Regions from separate parts of the Gadus morhua genome. Here region 2 is linked to region 1. Evidence: chromatin contacts called from public Hi-C data. All regions are on one chromosome and are shown on one strand. Each heading gives the region's core, a stretch centred on a gene start, on an enhancer-like site or on the middle of the called end of the contact. The rest is flanking DNA. Distances are from core to core; before and after follow the strand shown.

Region 1 (6,888 bases), core at 4,051-6,550:
TTGCCAATCAGCAGCGTGTTGCACAGGATCAAATACGGAGGATCATTCAAAAGATGGTTGACTATAAAACACTTCTTGAACAACACAAACCCCCTCCAAACGATGATGCTTCAGTGTTTTTGTTGGTGCAGTGAAGGGAGATGGGGCCATCGCAGTATTGGACCGTGAGGTAAAGTGACACTGAAAGGTGATGGAAGGAGGTTAGTGATGAAGAGAGGAGTGGATTTGGAAGTCAGTTAGATTCTGGATTCTAGGTCACAGCTTTCCCAGGGATGCTATAGCCTGCACATGATGGGCAATTTTATTTAAGATTCATCAGTATAAAAGGTTATTATTTGGTACTATTATATATTTGGTACATGAACATATATACAGGAAAAAAAACGTTGCATGTTGCATTTATAATAAACAGCAAGGGAACCGTTGAACTATATTAATTATATGCATGTCTGAAGTAATGATCCAATCAAACATTAATCGTTGATCAAAAATGGAAAGTATTTATTTTGCGTTGAGCGAATCGATTATCAAAATAATACTTTTATCTAGAACTAGAGTTCATTGGGGTACAAAGTCGGCAATAGATTGCTTGATAACTAGATTTTATTGTACAAAATTAATAACAAATATTTATACAAGAAATAAAGAATCTGCATAGAAAATTGCAGAATTTATATCGAACCATAAAAAAAAATATTACGGGTCTAAACAAAAAAAAAAAATGATAATGCAAATGATACACACTCCTCCAAAGTTAACGTTTGTCACATATAGAAAAGTAAAAAGATATTTGATGGGTAGTGGACAAGCGACATCCGTATGAGCATAGGTTTTTGTTTTTTAATATGGTCCATTCCCAACATAATATTTTATAAAGTAAGACATCCAAAATCACCAGGTCCCCAGTTCTCTCTAACAAATTCAAACATCGAGAAAAACACAACAAGGAACTGACCATCCGTCAGATGACATCAGAATGGTTATGGCCGTGGTTATGGTCTCGCATTAGAAGTGCTCTGCTCTGGTTCCAGCCTGGGATGATAGATGGACCACGGACTCTCTGTATGGGGATCTGAGAGTGTGTGTGTGTGTGTGTGTGTGTACTTTCCTTTTCACATCATTATCGGACTTCTTAGATCAACCCTCCAGGAACATATTGATTATTTTGGTTACAATGACTCATTATTCTGTGTGTGTGAGAGACTAGTTTTGTTTGGCACTTGTAGTCTATTTCTATAGTGCTTTTTACTCCAAACATAGTAATGCCGTAGTACATGCATTGCCCTTGTATTAACCTCAGCCTTGGTAGGACCATTATCCATAAAACAAGACGCTCATTTGAGGGGGAGGAAATGGTTTTCCTCGTTATTATAAAGCATTCTACTCGAGCTCAACCTTTCCACAACATCATATCAAAATGATTCCAGTGCACCTGAATTCACCTGCCTTTTAAACTCTTGTTCGTTACAGCAGCAATCCAAGACGGAGATCAAACACATCAGTCAAAGAGTCAAGTCTGCCATGTCTAGGAAGATGATTTTGGATTTATTTTAGTGTTAGGGCTATTCTGTTCGCTCCGGGGACATAATAAGCATTGCGTCACAGTGTAACATGAGACTGCGTCGCGAGTGACGTTCGACCAAATGTTGTTTCACCCACTCCCCGGGAAGATGAAGCTATTCAGCACGTTCACAAACCAGCACCCACCCCTGTTGGTTCCAACACACACACACCCCTGTAGGACAGGCTTCCCAACGCCAATACTCATCCCGTTCCACTAACCCTCGGGTCGGGGGAGGTAAAAGGCATTCCCGGCCTTCGGCCCGGTCAGCGCCTCAGCCCCCAGCTCACAGTTCTCAGCCCTGCGTGTCCGGGCTGCCCGCGGCGGGGTCGGGCTCCACCCGCTGCTGGGGCTCCGGGTCCGGCCGGCGGGCGGCCTCCGGCGGCTGGCCCAGGCTGCTGAGGTAGCCCAGGGCCTGGACGCGCTGCAGGCGGGCGGCCATCTCCGCCCGGCACGCCTCCAGCAGGGCGGCGGTGCGGGGGCCGTCCCAGCCCAGCATCTCCTCCAGGGCCGGGACCCCCGTCGTCAGCACCACCTGGGGGAGGGGGGGGGGGCAGGGGGTTAGAGGCAGGGGGGGTTAGAGGCTGGGGGGGCAGGGGGTTAGAGGCTTGGGGGGGGGGGCGGGGGGGGGGGGTAAGTGGATGACCCTGAGGGGGGGGGGGGGTTATAGGCTGGAGAGCATTTCCGCTGCAGAGGGGTTTTCTCGCTAAGGGAGACACAAATGAGTCTAATTAGTTTGGGGGAGTTTCACTATTATTATTGCCATTATTTCTTTTTTGTTTCTGGAGTGGATTGTGCAGTTTCAATGCAAATCGACTTCTAAGGGCTGGGGGGGGGGGGGGTTGCTGCTGTTGCTATTCCACGCATCATTACATTTCGATCAGCAATTAAAGGCTCTCTATACACGCAAACGGTTTTGCATATATCCCTGCGTGGCAAATTGTCATTGGTCTTGGCCGGCCTCCAGTGTGCTGGTCTGAGCGGTGTACCTGCAGCTCCTCCGTGGAGAGCCGGGTCTCCGGGCTGGTCTTGCCCTTGAGCACCATCAGGGTCCTGGTCATGAACCCGGACGCAGAGTCCACCTCCATCCCGTCTCCCTGGTCCATGCCCCCCGCCCCTGGAGCGAACGTGTCCCCGGCCCCTGGAGCAGAACAACAACACGGTCATTTTGGGTTCTTGTTCTGAAAGTACCGAGGGCAGCAGATGGTAAATGACTGCAGAACTTTTGTGTGTGGGTTGTTATTTTGAAGCAGATACAATGTCGCCACCTAGTGGCCCCCACCGATAAGCCAAACCATTTCAAAATAATACATATTTATTAACGTTTTTATAAGAAAAAATAATACATTATTCGAAACATGAAAAGAACGAAGTAATACGTTTAGAAGGACAGTGTATATGCTCTGTTTGTTGGAGGATTTAGATTGTTCAAACAAATGACGCATCATCTCCTCCAGTGAACACGCAGCACGGTTGCGTGCTGACTCGTCCTCCGGTCATTGGCCCCCGCCGTACCTTCCAGGCCGGACTGCGCCTCCTGGCTGTCCTGCTTCTCCACGGCCTTGACGTACAGCTGCAGCAGCTCCTTGGCCTGCCTCACCTCTTCCCTGTGGTCCAGGGCCCCCTGAAGGGTCTTCTGGAGGTTCTGGACCTTGCTCTCCGGGAAGTTCAACGCGGAAGTCAGCTGCGCGCAAGGAATGTCCACCAAGGTCTGGGAAGAGCAATGTGGTTTTTAGAGCAAGCGGTTCTAAAGTCACACGAGGAGAACGACACAGTGGTAGAACGACACACTAATTACTAGAACGACACAGTGGTAGAACGACACACTAATTAGTAGAACGACACAGTGGTAGAACGAAACAGTGGTAGAACGAAACAGTGGTAGAACGACACACTAATTAGTAGAACGACACAGTGGTAGAACGACACACTAGTAGAATGACACGCTCGCGATGTTCAGATATAAGAGCTCTGCTTCATACGCGGGTTGTGAAAATATTCCCGCCTGCAACATCGATATTCCAAAGGCCTCGCTCCATTGGATCAGTAGCTGGAGGTTACCTGGAGGTCCGTCTCTGACATGGTAATGATGCTGGACATGTTCTGCTTCAGCTGCTGGGCCAGAAGCCACCAGGGCTCCACTTGGCTGATGGAGCCGTCCACGGCGTCAACCTCCAGCAGCATGGAGTCTCTGTTCATCCAGGACGTGCCTCCGTCGACTGCAACAGGGACAGCGTGAGTTGGGCAGAGAAGTGGCGGTAAAGAAGAAGAACTAGAAGAACTTCTGTCTACAGGACCAACAGTACAATACAGATTTAAAGAGGGAGGGTTACTTCTGCGGACAGGGCACCACATCTGCTGCGGGCCAAGGAGCATGAACTTTGTGTTTGAGGGCAAGCACAGGAAGTAGATCTCATCTTCCACGATGGTCCCGTCCTCTTCCAGAACCACTTTGACGGGAGCGTCCGGACCGATGGGAAGAGACTCGCCACCTGGGCAGGAAACGGAAAACACATTTCCTCCATTGAGCTCGTCAGCAAGCAGTGGTACAAGCCAGATAAACCATTATACATATAATGAGAAATTATTATAAAACCATTGATAAAGAGGATACATGGCTTGAATGCTAGTTGCCTGGATGGCTCAAATGTCCAAAAGAACAGGATATTGAGTAGTAGGTTGCTTTGTGTTACATAGAATATTACTTGACAAATATGAATTGAATATATTTTTGCATATATTATATATATCACATCCTCCTCCTAGCAACCACCATGAGAGGAGGGTAACCTGGAGGGGGCCAGGGCCACGCCTGGTGACTCGCGCTCCAGGAATGAACAAGACGATCTTCAGTCTTGCATTTTTTTTGCAAGTCTGAACGCGTAGGAGGCCTGGTACTTTAAGTACAATTTTAGCATAGATCCAGCTAGTGGCAACCAATGGACATCTCCATTAGTAGGAAAATCAAGACGTTAATTTGTCACCAATCGAATCTGTACTTTACAGAACGATACAGAAACCGAAACTAGTATCAATGCTACTTGACTTCATGATTCGCTCAATGTATTAACATGTATTTCATCTATAACGCTTAATATAGGTATTATAACCCATATGAAGTGTCAACCCCAATCCAATCTAGTAATACAACATAAAATTATACATAACTTATAACAATGACATGCTGATGCGGAGATGCATGTGAAAGAACACCTTCCTATTTTGACTTACCTTTAATCTTGAGTTGTTCTAAAGAAGTTACCACTACTCCGATTGAATGTTGTCGTTTAAAATCGCATACTTTACAGGGTCTCATGTCGCCCATTGTCCTTTATCTGTGGTTGACAAGTATAAAGTATAATTACGGGAAAATAAAAGCAGCGACCATAGACATAAAACTACTTCACATTTCAAACGCGGAACCGCTTTGGAGAAGGAAGGTTCACGGGAACTGTAGTTTAAATTGCAATTGTAGTTTTCCTTGTCTATGATCGTGAAACGTAATCACAAAAATAATAAACACCATACAGAATATCCGTTTTCTACATATAGATTCTTTTTTTGTACTTAACGTATATTTATTTATTTGACTTAAAATAACAACTGTTTGTACCGCCGCTCTGACAGCTCGCTGATCTGTTGTCCTGGGTCAGAAAAAGCAATCGATTGCGACGTCATCGAACGACTCAAGCAAAGAGAAGGAAGATGGCCTCCACTGATCAACTTGATCCACTGGCTCAGGTATTTCAAACAAACTCTGCAACCAAACACATCTCCAGAAACCGAGAAATGCTCTGACAATAGTCCGATGAGGTGTATCGATTGATTGTTTAGATAATCGAGTGTATTGCTGGACTAGCGGGATAAAGGTCAGCCATGTAGCAGAGGAAAGCTAGCCATGCTCACGTTAAAAAGTTACACTCTGGTGTGTTGTTGACAACTGGACATCTGGGGTCAGTCCTCTGTTTAATGATTTCTACAGCCCTGTGGTGTGAACGCATGGGGCATGTTCACTTGGGTACAAGAGGTCATAGTTTACATTGAATGCATTTTTGCGCTAAAAACGTTGGGTTCTTTTATTGTTGCAGTGAAGTGTCTTTATTTGAAGAAGGCCATTATGTCAGCCAGCCTCGGGGAGACCCTCTGGGGCTGAATGCAAACACTGGCTACTCAAATGTATGCTTTGCCTAACAGCTTTATGTATTGTTTTGGGTGTGTGTTGTTACTTACTAACTCACTAACTCCTGGTTCAGATAATTCTGAATAAGACTTCATGATTATTAAATGATAGTATAATCCATGTTATAACCAGGGTTCCAACTTTTCATATTAACAACCAGTGGACACAGTATTTTTTAATCAAAATAGGTTTGCTACAAAGCATAACAGCAAGTCAACAGACTGTAGTTTACACTGGAGTAACATTCATATAGCATGTGTCAACTTTACCTTCTGCTTATTATCTCAGTATTTAAACATGATATGCATTTATTACAGTGCATGTATAATTATGGGCATTGGTCCTTAGTCACTGGTACACTTTGACTTTTTAAAGCCAAACCATGTAATTATTCTAAAGAAAAAAGTGTGTCTACATGTCCACATTACTCACTAGTTGTATGCTTCTCTAGTTAAACAGATCAATCACGCAGAAAATAATTGAGCCGAATTGTTTTCAATTAATTTATTAAGAATTATAAATTATAATCTGTCTTTCGTAGTCATCCGTTGGCAATGACTGCTATGAATGCTTTTACCATTAAATATGCAATACCCTCATGTTTCCAATAGATGGCACTCTTATACAGTTGTTGGGTTGTCTTTTCAGTCTGGCCTTCCCCCTGGTGACGAAAGGCCTGCTTTTCCAAGAGAAGCTTTGGTAAGAAGCACGCAAACATATTTTATCCAAGCATCTAAATCAACACCTGCTTCTACTTATAAACGTGTTCTAACCTGTTTGTTAAATATAGACATTATTTGATGTAACTTGAGTTTAAACTCATTAAGACACGACGGATGTGGAATCATCTCGATGATGGCGGTGACATTAAGCTTTGACCTTAATTACTGTTACTTTTGCATTTCATCTGACAAGTTGAAACTGTATTGTTTGATCAATCCATCCCCCTGGACGATCAAGTGGGCAGAACCTTCCAATTATCAGCCAATCATTTGAACCCCCTACCGTCGCTATCTAAACCGCTTTAATCCAGAACTAGGAGGTCCTTATTATCTGGAGGATAATTATCTTCTAGAGGATAAAGGGCACACAGAAGGGCCTTTGGTTTCTTGGTTGAAGAAACACGGCCTTGCTTTACATTCCCCTT
Region 2 (6,888 bases), core at 2,874-5,373, 320 kb after region 1:
AATTTAGATGTGCTTTTATGAATAATATGTCAGAGTCAAATAATATGTCAATATGTTTTATGGTGTTTTTATACATTTTATTTTGGTAACCTTTATGGAGAAAGAGATCATTCCATTTCTATTGACCATCCTAGAAGATTAAAAGTGAATAAATAAATAAATAAATACAACTGATATTCTACTCTGTCATTGATCCTGAAACTCAAACATGGAAACTATGGCCGATACATTGTGTGCATATAAATAACTAGATGTGGTGTTGGCAGCATGTGTTTTCTCATTCAATAATCCAGTAGAAGTGGCCATGCAAGGACTTTTCAGCAGGTTGTTTTGTAGTTAAATACTCAAATTTAAGATGGCTGAAGGAAAAATAAGGGAACATATACTTCAAATGAGTATTTATTAATTTGTATTTTATTTTATGCCGGTTTGTAAAATACTTTTTTTTTTTTCTTGACAAGGTTTGACTTGATGTAAAAATATGAACAATTGTAATTTGTCACTATTCCTCTGCTATGATTTGATTGCTTCACAGTAGCCTAATCATTAACTGACCGAAACTAGTTTGGATTTGTGCAAGAAACAAAATCAATAAATCCAAGAGTTAAAGTCCAACGCTGCAAAAATGAAAACTTCTTATTTAGAAAGTGATGAGATTCAACTATTGAATCTCAAGTTAATCTCAAGTATTGTCAAGTTAAGTTACATAAAACATTTGAAAACTTAAAACAAAACAAAAAAGGTAACGCATTACTATAAAGAGTGATATGGGAGTACACATGACCATAATGATTGCCATGTTGATGATTATGATGTTCTTAATACCAGAAGAGATTCGCTCTCCTAACTTGTTCTCGTTATGCTTCACATCGCGGATCTCCCACTTACCAGGATTTGGGAGTAGGCTTGGTGTTCCGGGGTCCACTGCAAGTAAGGGCGACTTCTTTGAAGCTTATGGTGAACATTTTGTAGGATTGAAGCCACATTTGTGATCAGTCCTTGCAGGTCTGATGATGAAAATTCCTCCAACATCCCAAAGCTCTGAGGTAAAACTTGCTATGCTAAACCAAGGCCCGACGGCTATTTCTAAAAAATGTAATATCGTTGACCGCCACACAGAGCCGCTGTTTCGCCGTTTTCCTTGAACAGTCTCACGAATTAAATTTTGGAGGACTACGGAACCGGATATAAGCGGGAACCTGTCAGGTAACTTGTGAACAAAAGCGTTTTGAGGTTTTTTATTACACAGACGTTTCAGGACCTTTATAACCAGACAAACAAGTGCTTTAAAAAAAAAAAAATCCTCCCTTGTAAATTGGGAAAATCGTTTGATTGCCATTCATCTTGCCACCCACCCAACCCATTACAGCTTAATGCTGGACTGCAGTGTCACTATAAACTCACTGTATCTCCCTGTATCACATTGTATCTCTCACTGTATCTCCCTGTATCACACTATATCTCTCACTGTATCAAACTGTATCTCCCTGTATCACACTGTATCTCCTTGTATCACACTGTATCTCCCTGTATCACACTGCATCTCCCTGTATCACATTGTATCTCTCACTGTATCTCCCTGTATCACACTGTATCTCCCTGTATCTCTCACTGTATCACACTGTATCTCCCTGTATCACACTGCATCTCCCTGTATCACACTGCATCTCCCTGTATCACATTGTATCTCTCACTGTATCTCCCTGTATCACACTGTATCTCTCACTGTATCTCCCTGTATCACACTGTATCTCCCTGTATCTCCCTGTATCTCACTGTATCTCCCTGTATCACACTGTATCTCCCTGTATCTCTCACTGTATCTCCCTGTATCTTTCACTGTATCTCCCTGTATCACACTGTATCTCCCTGTATCACCCTGTATCTCACTGTATCAAACTGTATCTCACTGTATCTCACTGTATCTCCCTGTATCTCACTGTATCTCACTGTATCTCCCTGTATCTCACTGTATCTCCCTGTATCTCACTGTATCTCACTGTATCTCCCTGTATCTCCCTGTATCTCACTGTATCTCCCTGTATTTCACTCTAAACAATAGATATGGAGATCTTCCCAGAGCCGTTAAACAGACGTAAAGAGGTTCAACATACACATGATAGGAGAGTAATATTACTTTCAATGCATGTTTAACTAAACAGTTCAATCCATGCATGATAGATCAAGCAGTACTTTAAAAGCATGGACGTGGCTAGCGGAGTTTACGGCTAGTCACGTTAGCCTTCGCATGTAGAAACCCACGGTCATAAGGAAAGTATTAAGAAACTTTCTGTAAAACATGCAAACTGCAGTACGATCGTAACAGTGTATGGAAAATAATAGAACACATGTGATGAATCGATTTCGGGCCATTTTATATCGATTCTGAATCGTAGTAAATGAGAATTGCGATTCTTATATGAATCGATTTTTTGGCACACCCCTAGTTTATACACTAGTGCTGATTCTCTTTTTACTAGACCTGGATAAACCACAGATCTAGGGAGGATTATCAAGCGGATCCCGGTGGAAAGTCGCTGTAATATGAAGGCCTCCGATGGCGTGGTGGTGGAGGTGGAGGCCGCCCTGTTGGACCGACCTCCATACACCTATGACCATGTTCCAGTTTGCAATCAACAGCCGGCCCGGCCGCAGGATGACCGTGAAGGAGATCTACACCTGGATCGAGGACCGCTTCCCCTTCTTCCAGCAGCAGACCAAGCCCTCCTGGAAGAGCTCCATCCACCACAACCTGTCCACGCACGACATGTACACACGCGACACCTGTGTCTTACTGGACCATCCGACCCGAGGCCAACCGTCACCTGATCCTGGATCAGGTGTAAAAGCCCGGCGACAAGGGAATGAAAAGTCGCTAAATATAGCGACAAAATCGCTAAATTGGCAACACTGTAGGGAAGCAGCACAGGACTAAACGCAGCAGATCTGCAGTACACCATATGGCCAAGGGTGGCTCCCATTCACACTTATTAAACAAGGCAGTTTTATTTTGGCGAAAATCATATATAATAATACACTACATTTTTAACTCTGTTACACATGGCCAATGCCATTTAGATTAGTATATGCATATTTATATATTTTGTTGCATATTGTTTTTTATTTTAATTGAATTTATATATAATAGCTGTTAACTGAAAACGTAATGATGAATGGCGATAAATTGAATAGTCCAGTCATAATTCATGCGTAGCGTATTTCTTATAGTCAAAGAATGAGACGAGCGCCTGATTCTACGGTTATCTTCTATAGTCGGCCTACGACTATCCAACAATGTACAATGATTGCAATTTGGCAAAAAAAATTGGTTAGGTCAAAACCCTTTTTCTTTTATTTTTTCATGAACTATTTAATATCTCATCTATTTTGTCTTCTATTTATCAATGCGCAGTTACGCTTGGGAACATTTTCCAAACGGGTACTTTTTTCCTCTAATGATACCCAGTCAAAGAAATATAACAATCCGATTTATTGCCAAATTACATATAATTGTTTTAAATTAACTTTAGAATCAAGTGTGGATCTCTACAATTGATTTGGGTTGTAGTTAACGAGTAAAGTCTTTGTTTTGTATTCTTGGACACCCCTACAAATGGGACCGTCCGACTCGATGATGTCACCAACACCCGGCAGCCATTTTGTTAGCTGGTCGGAAGCTAAAAAGATTAGCTGGGACGTGACACACAAAGTGTTGCCATTGATTCTCATTTTTAAGTCAAGCAACAGGGCATTTGTCGAACGCTCTCTCTGCATTCGACGTACGACTCTACACCACCTCATTGCCGGTTCGAGTGAGCAACCCTCCGCGTTTTGAGAAAACGTAAACTGCGATACCTGGGTAACCCATTCATTTCTCTCGTTTGTTAGCCTAGCCTAGCTTAGCCTAACCGACCAGCCGCTCATAAAGAAGACCTCCGCTTCATGGCCGCCGGCGATCCAGTTCTTCAAAGCGGTGAGCACTAAAATAACAACCTCACAGTCGTCCCTTGGAGGCTTCCTCCCCTCACTCGTCCGTTTTGTGCGCTAGTTTAGCAGTTCGTTCGGTCGCGTTGAGACCCCGCGGTTAGTTCAGCCTCCGTACGCCTCGTGGAATCACCCAGACGTCAGACGGTTCGTTTTGAGTTCGACTGCTACGAGCCTAAACAGCCCGGAAACATGTCCGAGTTATACATCCGAGTGGCCGAGGACGAGAGCGAGGAGCCCATGGAAATCCCGTCGGAGGACGACGGCACCGTGCTGCTGTCCACGGTGGCGGCCCAGTTCCCTGGGGCCTGCGGCCTGCGCTACAGGAACCCCGAGTCGCAGTGCATGCGGGGGGTCCGCCTGGTGGAGGGGGTCCTGCACGCCCCGGAGAGCGACTGGGGGAACCTGGTCTACGTCGTCAACTACCCCAAAGGTAGGCCTCACAACATAACGATTACTTCAACTCGTATGAGTGTAGTACTACTGCACTAGGCTCTCATGGGGTGGTGTGGAACTGCGTGTAGATCAATGGTATTCTCTCACACTGCTTCTGCTCTCATTCATCAGACAACAAAAGGAAGATGGAAGAAATGGACGCCGCCTCCGCTGTTAAAATCAAGAGGGGCTCCCAGAAGACGTCGGATCTTATTGTGCTGGGGCTGCCGTGGAAGACGTCAGAGCAGGACCTGAAGGACTACTTTGCCACCTTCGGGGAGGTCATCATGGTGCAGGTAATGTGGTCTAGTAACCGTCTGCACTCTGTCCACAGCTCAAAGGCCGCTGGGTACTGAGGCCTTTTGTCTCCTGTCTTTAGGTCAAGAGGGACGCCAAGACCGGTAACTCCAAGGGCTTTGGGTTCGTCCGGTTCACAGAGTACGAGACTCAGACCAAAGTGGTTTCTCAGAGACACATGATCGACGGGAGATGGTGTGACTGCAAGCTTCCCAACTCTAAGGTAAGGTACTAACCTGGGGTTACTCCAACCTGGAGAACCACTGAACGGCCGCTGTTAAAGCACTGACCTGTCTGCTGCCCACAGGCTGGTCCTGACGAGCCCATGCGGAGCCGTAAGATCTTTGTGGGGCGCTGCACAGAAGACATGACCACTGACGAGCTCCGGCAGTTCTTCATGCAGTACGGCGAGGTCACCGACGTCTTCATCCCCAAACCCTTCAGAGCCTTCTCCTTCGTCACCTTCGCCGATGACCAGGTACGGGGGAGGGGCCTCTATTACCCTGCGTGTGTGCGTTAGTGTGCGTGCGTGTGTGTCTGATCACTGCTCTTTGTCGACGTCCCGCCCTTGTCCCCAGGTGGCCCAGGCCCTGTGTGGAGAGGACCTGATCATCAAGGGCGTCAGCGTGCACATCTCCAACGCCGAGCCTAAACACAATAATAGTAGGCAAATGATGGAGCGTGGGCGGTTCGGGGCTGGTGGGTTTGGCCAGGGCTACGGCGCAGGGCGCGGCGGCATGGGGGGCAATAGCAGCGGGGTTAACTTCGGCGCCATGGGGCTTAACCCGGCCATGGTGGCGGCGGCGCAGGCAGCGCTGCAGAGCAGCTGGGGGATGATGGGCATGCTGGCTAACCAGCAGGGGCAGACCACGGCGGCGGGCACGGCCACCACGGCCCGAGACCCCACCTATAGCTCCACCAGCACTAGCTACAGTAGCCCCACCTCGGCCAGCCTGGGCTGGGCCGCGGGCACTAACTCCGCCTCCAGCAGCGGCTTCAGCTCCGGCTTCGGCGCCATGGAGTCGAAGTCCTCTAGTTGGGGAATGTAGGCTGTAGTCTGTCTGTGAGTTAGGCCAATCTGGTAAGTATGCATATGGTGGCAGAAAAAAACAAGCTAGTCCTCTTATATCCCCTGCTATTTAAAAAAGAAAAGAAAAAAAAGATATATTGCCTTTTCATTTTGTTGAACGAAACATTTATACTCCAGTGATAATTCTTGTAGCCAGCTGTTGAATGGTTGACGTGTTTAGTTGGTGAGTGGAGACTGCTACACTACCTTTTTTGTTTTTCAGAGTTTTCTTTTAAGATGTGACTGTGCATGCAAGGTATATATTTATATATAAATACATATATACTATACAAGGTATATATTTCTGAAACATGCACGAGAATTATGAGAGCCCCATCCCTCTCTTATCCACGTTGAATGGCTACATGGGCTAGGTTTGCGTTTGTTGTGTGCGGTTGACTGTGTATCTACCCTTTTGTGTGATGTGATTGGACACCCCTTGATGACCGTCTCTTCTACAGCCGTGCAGCAACTCTTTTCCAATTTCCCGGGAGGAAGCGCCTCATGGGCGGCCATGTTTGACCGGTCTCAGTATCAGTTCCCCTCCTCCCATGTGTAAATGCTTTGCCATCAAAGAACACGGCTTCACTCTGCATATACTGTGTTAGACGGTGGGTGTTTCGTCTTTTTCCTCCTCTCCCCTTCATTTTTAAATTGGATAGATGCATAGAAAAAGTGAAATTCTTGTGGCATTGGTGTTTTATTTGTTTTTGGAGATCGATGAGTATGGTATTGATGGTGGACGTGTGAGAGACTTGAGCGTGAACGAACGGGGGGGCAAAGCAAGGTGAACGCAAGAACGTGTGAAGAGGGACTGACTGGGGTGTCTATACGATCCGGAGGCCGGCCAGGTGGGAGGAACCTGTGGCTTTGTGCGAGTGTTAGAGGGCAGGGGGCGTACGAGTGTGTTCCTAATGACATCACAAGGACTTCCATAACTTTGTCGCTCCTTACGACCTCTCTCTCCTACTTAATCTCTATCGGCCTTTAAAAAAAAATAAGTGAAATGTTAAATGCTTAGAGTATGTGTATCCTTGTAGCTTTTTGTTTTGTTTCCTTGCTGTTTGACGTGGATGCTGTGTATGGTGTGTGCTTAATTTCTC

The links. A called contact is a pair of places that touch in the nucleus more often than the background predicts.
Region 2: a Hi-C map of blood shows a contact between it and region 1, with 7 times the contacts expected there. The contact joins the promoter of tardbpa here to the promoter of dffa in region 1. A contact is called at or near these places in 2 of 6 Hi-C or Micro-C datasets (blood and gill).

What each region holds. Positions count from the first base shown.
Region 1 is chr1:30,027,101-30,033,988 of gadMor3.0, forward strand. dffa (DNA fragmentation factor, alpha polypeptide) reads right to left here and starts at 5,301. Exons shown (of 6, transcript XM_030356086.1): 1 at 4,793-5,301; 2 at 3,895-4,053; 3 at 3,623-3,780; 4 at 3,077-3,272; 5 at 2,551-2,702; 6 at 477-2,096. The coding sequence starts at 4,886. The coding sequence ends at 1,857. It overlaps LOC115543668 (a long non-coding RNA gene), which reads left to right and starts at 3,969. Exons shown (of 4, transcript XR_003976740.1): 1 at 3,969-4,107; 2 at 5,189-5,302; 3 at 6,390-6,440.
Region 2 is chr1:30,346,633-30,353,520 of gadMor3.0, forward strand. It overlaps tardbpa (TAR DNA binding protein a), which reads left to right and starts at 4,124. Exons shown (of 7, transcript XR_003977091.1): 1 at 4,124-4,417; 2 at 4,552-4,715; 3 at 4,799-4,939; 4 at 5,024-5,194; 5 at 5,295-5,379; 6 at 6,247-6,396.